3 separate regions of the Mus musculus genome follow, and all the other regions are linked to region 1. Evidence: chromatin contacts called from public HiChIP or PLAC-seq data. All regions are on one chromosome and are shown on one strand. Each heading gives the region's core, a stretch centred on a gene start, on an enhancer-like site or on the middle of the called end of the contact. The rest is flanking DNA. Distances are from core to core; before and after follow the strand shown. Region 1 holds the start of Pcp4l1 (Purkinje cell protein 4-like 1). Region 2 has its middle 6.5 kb from the start of n-TGgcc14. Region 3 holds the start of Cfap126 (cilia and flagella associated protein 126).

Region 1 (2,830 bases), core at 181-2,680:
AGCAAGTGCTCTAAGGAGGCTTGGCAATTCTTAAGCTGTTTTTCTGTAACCAACTAACTTGAAACACACACACACACACACACACACACACGCACGCACGCACACTAGCTAACTCAGATTCCAGATTGAGAACCTACTAGACTCCAGGTAGAGTGCTAAGTACTTGGCATATATAATTTAATCTTTTAGAACAACCAGTGTTACCTTCATTTTACAGATAGAAAGCTGAAGCACAGACAAATTAAGTGATGCTCCCATGGCCACAGAGCTACTAAGTAGCACAACTAGGCACTGGCATACAGCTGAGCAACATACTGAACACAAGGGCGCGCTTACTAAGAATGGGGCCGCAGAAGGCAGGCATGCTAAGCCACTGTTCAAATCGACGTCATCCAGGAACGACAATCTTGTCTCCTGATAAGAGGATCTGCCTGGGATGCTACAAATTAAGTCAGATAACAGGGACAGTTCTTCTTAATGTGTTACCATGGACAGTGTTCTTTGAACCGAGTCAACCAGTTACAGGACCGGGTTGGCTCCCATGACCATCACCACAGAACCTGTGCGAAAATTTGGATGTAACAGGCACTGCACTGCAACGGGAGGTCTTCTCTGGAAGAGAACATCTCCCCAGGTGCTAGATGTGCCTTCCTCTTCTACAGTATTCATGGACGTCAGGTACCCCCCCACACACACACACACACACATCGTTCCTCATTGAATAAGTGAAAACTGCCACCCGAAGGGAGGGAGTTAGGTGGCCAGGGATGGAGCTGTTGGCTGCTACTTATAGAGTGCAAGAACCACACAATCCTAGCGGAGGTCGGAGAGAACTGAAGTGAGGGCATCAAAGAAAGCCATGGTAACCTCGGAGCAATACGATATAGATGCGGAGGATAGCACCCAAGAGAGTTTATCTGCCCGAGAGCTCAGTTCCCGCTTACAGCTGACTCCAGTCACCCCCTCCCCAAAGCACTATTGCAATTGTTAGGCTAAAAGCACCCCCTGCCAGTGGCTTCCGAGAGCCGGGAGGTAGGGGCTTTCCTAGAGGGGCAGTGGCGTCCATCCAGAGAGTAACTCTAGCTTCCCGGGACCTGGAGCCGCAGCCTTCTCCCCGCCGCAGCCCTGGCCCGGACGCGGAGGTGACGGGGTATGCCAAGTGGCACCACTCACCTCGCTCATCCCGGCGGCCGGACGGGCGTGGCAGGCGCAGGTGAGGCAAGGGGTCCTCGGAGATGCGTGCGTGAACCGCGGCCGAGAGTTGCTGGGCTCCGGGGCAGGGGCCCTGGAGGGCTCGGAGGGGAGAGTGCACGCTGCGAGCTGTTGCTTAATGCTGCCCCAAATGCTCCGGCTGCAGCGCTGCTCAGGGAGCCCCTTCTGACCTGGTCCTGTCAGCAGCTCCGGGCGCCTTGACCGGCTCCACCTTTTATAGTGAGCTGCGGTCCCTGCCTCCAGCCCAACCAATAGAAACTCTGCCTAGTGCAGACTGACAGCTCCTTGAACCCAGTGGTGGCAGGCTCAGAAATCTGCTGCATTTCCAAACTAGGGTAAGACGGAGAGAGCGGGAAGGAGGGGGGAGACCATGGGGGATGAGAAGACAGAAAACGAAGTAGGGAACCGGTAAAGGAAAGAGAAGTAGTAAGTAGTAACTGAAGAAACTGAACTCTGGTCCTCTTGAAGAACAGCTAAGGCTCTTGAGCCTTAGCTCAACCTCACATTGTATATATCGTTTAAGGAAAAAGAAAATAAACAGAACACAGGTAAACACACAGACCTTTTAGTTCTGTTTATCTATCTAGTTTTCATCTAAGGAAATTCTTTAATTTTCAAGCCTACAGTTCTTATTGACTTCATAAAAATCTCTTACAGCTTCAGTCAGTCAAACCCGGATACTGCAGCTTTCATAGATATATTCTTTGGTTGGTACCATCACAGACTGTTAACAACTGTAACTGTGACTTGTCACTACCATTCAGTGGTTTGGTCTCTTCTCAACAACCAACTTCAAGGAAGACCTCAATCGGTCTTTTTTTCTAACTTGACTCTTTGTGTTTATACATTTCCTCTGTTGGGTTAGAAATTAGGAAGATGGGGGAAAGATCCATCTGAGATCCTGTGATTCTGTTTCTAATAGGAATCTGGTTGCCTCAGTTACTAAAGTTCTAACTAGGCTGGCTCCTACTCACTCTGTACAGCATACTCCTCTGGAATCTTTCTAATGAACAATTAATTAGCATTGAAAAGGTTGTCCTTAGTGAAACAAACCTTAATTCTTGCTGCTATGAAATGAGCTTTGAGATGATAATGAGAATTCACCCTGTAGGTTAGGGATCAGCTAACTTTCCAGGTAACAATCAAATAATAAATGTTTTTTTCTTTGTAGGATCGCTGTACTCTTTGCTGAGCCATTTCCTACTGCACTTGAATACGGGCACAAATACTTATGTCAACAAACAGCTATGGCTCCATCTGATATAAATGTATTTGTGACCACTGAAGTTTGAATTTCATATAAATTTCATGGGCTACACTGTGTCTTCTTTTTAAATTTTAGTGGAGGAGCTGCAGAGGTGGCTCAGCAGCTAAGAGCACTTGCTGCTGTTCCAGAAGTCACTTCCAGGCACCTGTACAAACATGGGAATATGGCATATACTCATACATATAGTAAATAAATTTTAGTGTATATGATGGTCTGTATATGCTTGGCCCAGGAAGGGGTAGCCTTGTTGGAATAGGCATGCCACTATGGGCCTGAGCTTTAAGGTCCTCATCCTAGCTGCCTGGAAGTGAGTCTTCCTCTAGCGGCCTTCAAACTATGAACTCTCAGCTC
Region 2 (2,830 bases), core at 153-2,652, 110 kb before region 1:
TGGCTGTCCTGTAACTCACTCTGTAGAGCAGGCTGGCCTCGAACTCAGAAATCCGCCTACCTCTACCTCCGGAGTGGTAGGATTAAAGGCATGCGCCACCACTCCTGGTTTAACCTAATTTCTATTGTATTTGCATTACCATCCTAAAAACATCTTCTTAGACCTAAAATATCTTCTTAAATTCTAAACAAATTAAGCTTATAGTGATACTTTGTATCAATATTCAAAATTACCTACCAATACAATAAAATATAACCTTATTTTTGCATCAAAATACAAAGATCTCTATCAATGTAAGATTATGGCTATAAAATCTCTTTTGGTTTAAGCGTAGATTCAATAATCTACCCTATTTGTTTAGTTTCTTATATTTCTGTATCCCCCTATTTCTTACCTAACTAAGAAAGAAGGGAAGAGGGGCTGGAGTGTTGGCTCTTTGGTTAAGAGCACTGACTGCTCTTCTAAAGGTCCTGAGATCAAATCCCAGCAAGCACATGGTGGTTCACAACCATCCATAATGAAATCTGACACCCTCTTCTGGTGTATCTGAGGATAGCTACAGTGTACTTGAATATAATAAATAAATAAATAAATAAATAAATAAATAAATAAATAAATAAATCCTTAAAAAAAGAAAGAAGGGAAAAGAGAAAACGAAAGGAAAAAGAAACCCATGAATATAACCTCCCTATTTTGCCTCCTCCTTGTCCAAGACCATAATTATTTGTAACCATCCTCTAAAATGACAACATATAACTCACAAAATGACCAAAACTATCTACCCCCAACTTAAGGGACTGGGACAACAGTCTTCTGATAATTGCTTCCTGCTTAATTGGGGTGAAGAATTCCTTTTGTGGGGCCCAAGAAAATTAGAAACGTGGTTAGTCTTAAGAAAGCCAGCTGTAGCATGTGTTATTTAGTCTCTATATGTTGAGAAAGCTTGGAGTATAATTAAAGTCGTAACTGGAACAGAACAGTCTGAAAGGTTGGATCAAGCAAGCTAGCTGTTCTGAAGTTATCCCAGAAGTCGGTCTTTAGAGGAAACAGCTATGATGCCGTTGAGGCAGGATCAAGCAGGGAGCTGGAACAGCAGGGCTCAGCATCTGAGCATCTCCAGAGTGAATCCTATCAAGGCTGCCTCCTGGCCCTCCATTCTGTAGTATACAAACCTTACCAGCAACACACAGTTCTATAAAGAGATTGGTTGGAATGCACAGGTGAGCAGATCAATTAAGGATGATTTCCTGATCTTAGTGCAGGTAAAAGACAACTGCCTTTCTTCAGAAGATAGTTTGATCATATAAACAAACTGTACTATGAATCTCCATTCATGCCATATGAAAGGATGGTATGCAGTAAGTTATGAGAATTCCATAGCCTACAGGCTTTATTAGACATGCAAGCTGAAGTCCTGGCTGGGGACATTTCTTGTCTCAGGCAGTTTCAGAGCTGCCCCAAAATGGAGGGTACAGCAAAGACATTGTTTGTTTCTTTGTTTCTTTGTTTGATCTTCTTGATTTTCTCTCTTCAGCCATCTCCTCACATTTTCCCTGGCAAATCTCTCAGTGCCTGGCTCTATGTAGTCTCCCCTCCCCCAGCCTGAAACCTGCTTGCTCAGGGGTGGAGCTTCCCGCTCAATCGTTCTGCCACGCCCACTGCTGGAACCTACCGCTTTGCTGTTTGGAGCTACACACGTGGTCACCCTGCTACTGGATTCCGAGATTATTTGGCGGGAATTGGGCCCCTCCCCCTTCCTTCATAACGGAGTGCCAAAATAGTAAAAATTGAACCTTGAGCAGAGAGAGACCTTTGTCTTGGTTCCTTCCTTATCTCGCGCAGCCCAGCCCCTCTTCTCTTCCAGGTTTCCAAAATACCTTTCCAGGCTAGAACTCAGGTTGTGATCTACTGGCCAGACACAACAGCTCTATCCCAGAATTCTTTTTGCCTCCTGGATCATCCACCTTCTGTTTCCTGCTAAAGCCATGGGCTTTTTAACTGACAAATGTTGCATCTACAATAACACAAGATTTTTTTTTCCTCTATGGACTTCTTTTAGTTGTCACCAAATATAGTCCCTGGTTTTGTAAGTGTGGGCACTTCTGTTTCTGCCCCAGTTCCCAAATAATGGCATGGAATCTATATTTATTTAAGAATGCCTAGGCCTTATGCTAGGCTTGTTGCCCTCTGGCTCATAACCTAATTATCCCATTTACACTAATCTAAGTTTTGTCACGAGGCTGGTTAGTTGTCTATCATCAGTTTCATATGTCCAGCTTCCTCCCAGTCTGGGTGGCCAATCTCCCGTGCCTGACTCCTTTCCAGAGTTGTCCTCTGTCTCTGGAAGTCCCACCTTGTTACTCTGGTTTTTTGTTGTTGTTGTTGGTGGTGGTGGTTTGTTTTTTTGTTTGTTTTGTTTTTGTTTTTCTGCTATAGGCCATAGGCTTTTTATTTTAACCAATCAGAAGATGATGGAGAAGTTTCATTTTACAACCTTATGGGCTCAGGTTACTGTCCTCTGTTCAGACTGCCTTTGTTTGTTGCAAGAAATATTAAAAAGAATGAACCAGCTTGTTCCTGCACTTGTGTTAGCAACTTGGTGCCCCGGTGGCCTGGATGGCCATGCACTGGCGGGCAATGGACGATCTGTTTTCATCTCGTGGAGACTCTCTGGCCTGAAGCTCCCAAAACTTCTCCACTCAGCTTGCTAGGTTCCCACTGGCCGGTCGCTATCACTCCAGCCCCATGCTTTAAAACTTTTGTGGTGCACATCAAGCAAACCCACCATGCTTCGCCGCTGTACCTTTCTCTCTTGAACCCAGACAAGCCA
Region 3 (2,830 bases), core at 236-2,735, 73 kb before region 1:
CTATGATCTATAGAATAATGGGTTTCATTGTGACATTTTCATTCATGTAGGATTCTGATTGCGTTCACCCTCTTATGCCCCTCCCCCTCCCAGTGGACCCCACCTGCTTCCCCCTATACCCTCTTCTCACTTCACGTGGACTTTTGTTCTTGTTGTTTGGTTGTTGAGATAAGGCCTTTCTATGCATCCCTGACTGGCCTGGAACTTACTATGTAAACCTGGTTGGCTCACATTTAGAGGTCTGACTCCTCCAAGTTCTGAGGTTAGAGGCGTCACCATGCTTTCGTGTTTGAGTGTGTGTGTGTGTGTGTGTGTGTGTGTGTGTGTGTGTGTCTGAGCTCAGAGATGCTTGCACACGTGGGAGGTTATTCCCAGGAGCATGGACCACCTACCAGTGTGGCTGGTTACAACACTGAAAAGAAGATCCTGCCCTCTCCAGAACTATTAACATAAAGGGCGGGGCCTTGTGAGCCCCTCCCCCAGCAACAGTTAACGCCTCCATAGCTCCAGGAAGGAGGGGGGGCCTCATGAGTCCCTTCCCTGTTTTTTGGAGACAGGATCCTACTACATAGCCAAGGCTGGTCTTGAACTTGAGATCCTCCTGCCTCCACTTCCTGGATACTGGGATTACAGGCGTGCACAGCCATATCTGGCTCTTAAGTATCTTTGGACAACTTGGGTTTTTTCCTTTTTTTAAAACTTAAGACTTTGTAACTGACAAGCCCTCTTTAGTTCTAACACCCCAATAGATGAGTAGATGGACTTAACAGAAATTTCAATGAGTCTCTCAGGGTTCCTTGGTTTTATAGCTAATAGGCTCAGGCCCTGGTACCTACTCAGTTTCCCACCCTACGTTCTGATTTGCCATATCCTAACCAACACTATGAAGCTATATCTTGGGTCCTGTGACTGTAGGGGGATGGAGGAGACAGGAGTCACTTAAGGACCAAGGATAAGACATATATTTCCTTTTGGGAACAAACCAGTTGGTTGCTTCCTAAGCAGTGTGCCTTTGTTATCCTGTGAGCAGCATCTTGGCAGCGCCCAATTCCCACTGTGAACATTTCATTCACCTTATTCTTCAGTGTACAAAGCAGGCCATCACTACAGTGTGTGATGGATGAGGGGTTAGGCTTAGTTCATTATACCACAGTGTCTCACACACTCAGCTCACGGGGGTTGGGGGGTCTCAAAGTTTGTTTAAATAGTTGAAGATGTCATTCAAAGACAACCTGGAAATTCTGAAGCAGACTTAACTATGTTGGGGAAACAGCTATTTACATGACAGTTATCCCTGATTTGTTTTGGACACATGCAAAGTATAGTAACTGAGGCAAATGCAGCGGTCCTGCTCAGTGGTCCTGGGATTTTGGAAGCAGAGGCAGGAGGACGGGGTGTTCAAGGTATCCATGGCTACTTCTCAGTTCATTTTCTCATGTTTGTTTGGGCCTCTATACTCTAAAATGAAAATGAACCTACGTTTCAGAGAGAAAGGAAGAGGGTAGTGTAAACCACAGAATGTAGCCCAACCCCTGCTGACCGGGAGTAACTCCCAGAAGGCTGGCCTTCTGCAGTTGCCAGGCAACAAGTGTAAACAGCACTGGATCATGGCCACTAACTACAGTGCCAACCAGGTAAGCGCTTGCTCGTCACCCTTTTACATTTGAGTTTATGTTCCAGATGCTGCCCTTGACTGCCCGCTCCCATCAGACTCTGACTGGGTTGAGGCGGTGCTTCATCTCATGGGTGGGAGGGCCCAGGAACAAGCAAAGAGGATCTGGGTTAAATCTGTAGACCGTAAGCCAGGAAGCAGTGATTTTATTTGTACAGGCCAGAGTAAGCAGTTTAGGCTTTGTAAGTCAAGTGACAAAGTCATATCTATTTATATGAAAGTTAGCACTAATTTGTTTCAGAAAAATTCAAAATATAGGGGTAGAGATGCTCCCCAGTGGTCCCCGAGGCAGGAGGATGGGTGTTCAAGGCATTCTGGGGCTACATACTGAGTCCAAGGCTAACCTGAGCTTCAAGAGAACCCCTCCCCCTCCACACACACACAGAGAGAGAGAGAAAGAGAGAGAGAGAGAGAGAGAGAGAGAGAGAGAGAGAGAGAGAGAGAGAGAGAGAGAGAATGAAAACAAGGACACAAAATAGTCACTGATGGTTCGAGGCCAGCCTGGTCTACATAGAGAGTTCCAGGCCAGCCAGAGTCTTGTAGTAAGAAAAGAAACAAAATATTGCCTACACATTTTTGGAGTTCCTTTGGAGAAAATATTTTCCTTCTTTAGTATTCCCAGTTTAGTGTTGTTCTTTTTCTTCGTTTATGTGTATGTGTGTGAGTAGGTAGACAGGTAAGGTTTTGCTACTACCTACCTATCCCAGACTGGACCACAAAGTCACAACCCTCCTACCTTCCTCTGCTAAGCGTGAGGCTTACAGGTGTGTGCCACCTTGGCCAACTACCTTCTGTCAAAGCAACACAAATGGTTGTTTTATGTCTACAAATATTTTTACAAATGGTCTATTTTTACAAATAAAAAACGTTCTTGCCAGGGAGGCAGGGACAGAAGGGTGGAACCCAGCCTCAAAGAAAGAAAGAAAAAGAGAGAGAGAGAGAGAGAGAGAGAGAGAGAGAGAGAGAGAGAGAGAGAGAGAGAGAGAGAGAGAGAGAGAGGAAAGAAAGAAAGAAAGAAAGAAAGAAAGTGGCGTTTTCTGCCCCTTGGCCTTCTAAAAGCAGGTAGCAATGTGGATTTGGTTACCATCCCTTGGTCTAATCTAGCAGTCTCCAGCAGTGTGTCACAAACATAATTTAAAAGGTTTTAGCAGCTATGTG

What was found. HiChIP or PLAC-seq counts read pairs in DNA pulled down with a chosen protein or histone mark.
Region 2: a contact with region 1 is called in an H3K27ac HiChIP or PLAC-seq map of embryonic stem cells, with 5 read pairs. The contact joins the enhancer-like site here to the promoter of Pcp4l1 in region 1. A contact is called at or near these places in 4 of 39 promoter capture datasets (cranial neural crest, macrophages, neural stem cells and 1 more), 1 of 15 datasets of contacts at CTCF or cohesin (CD8 T cells), 1 of 484 Hi-C or Micro-C datasets (bone marrow-derived macrophages), 4 of 115 datasets of contacts at active chromatin or transcription factors (the SCID.adh cell line, embryonic stem cells and pancreatic cancer cells) and 2 of 9 other capture datasets (adipose tissue and liver).
Region 3: a contact with region 1 is called in an H3K27ac HiChIP or PLAC-seq map of embryonic stem cells, with 16 read pairs. The contact joins the promoter of Cfap126 here to the promoter of Pcp4l1 in region 1. A contact is called at or near these places in 15 of 39 promoter capture datasets (the C10 cell line, the HPC-7 cell line, HPC-7-derived erythroid cells and 11 more), 11 of 484 Hi-C or Micro-C datasets (the HL-1 cell line, bone marrow-derived macrophages, cerebral cortex and 4 more), 26 of 115 datasets of contacts at active chromatin or transcription factors (the 230-238 cell line, CD8 T cells, the HPC-7 cell line and 15 more) and 5 of 9 other capture datasets (adipose tissue, bone marrow-derived macrophages, embryonic stem cells and 2 more).

Annotation. Positions count from the first base shown.
Region 1 is chr1:171,194,838-171,197,667 of GRCm38.p6, forward strand. Pcp4l1 (Purkinje cell protein 4-like 1) reads right to left here and starts at 1,431. Exons shown (of 3, transcript NM_025557.1): 1 at 1,174-1,431. The coding sequence starts at 1,182.
Region 2 is chr1:171,086,964-171,089,793 of GRCm38.p6, forward strand. No RefSeq gene overlaps it. Among named protein-coding and RNA genes, the nearest start is that of n-TGgcc14, 6.5 kb to the left of the region's middle. Within about 2 kb of position 1,403, at least 16 of the 459 cell types and tissues checked have an H3K27ac peak or open chromatin away from gene starts, as enhancers often do. A contact at or near this core is called in the SCID.adh cell line and embryonic stem cells, where this site is marked.
Region 3 is chr1:171,121,560-171,124,389 of GRCm38.p6, forward strand. Cfap126 (cilia and flagella associated protein 126) reads left to right here and starts at 1,486. Exons shown (of 5, transcript NM_001379426.1): 1 at 1,486-1,634. The coding sequence starts at 1,608.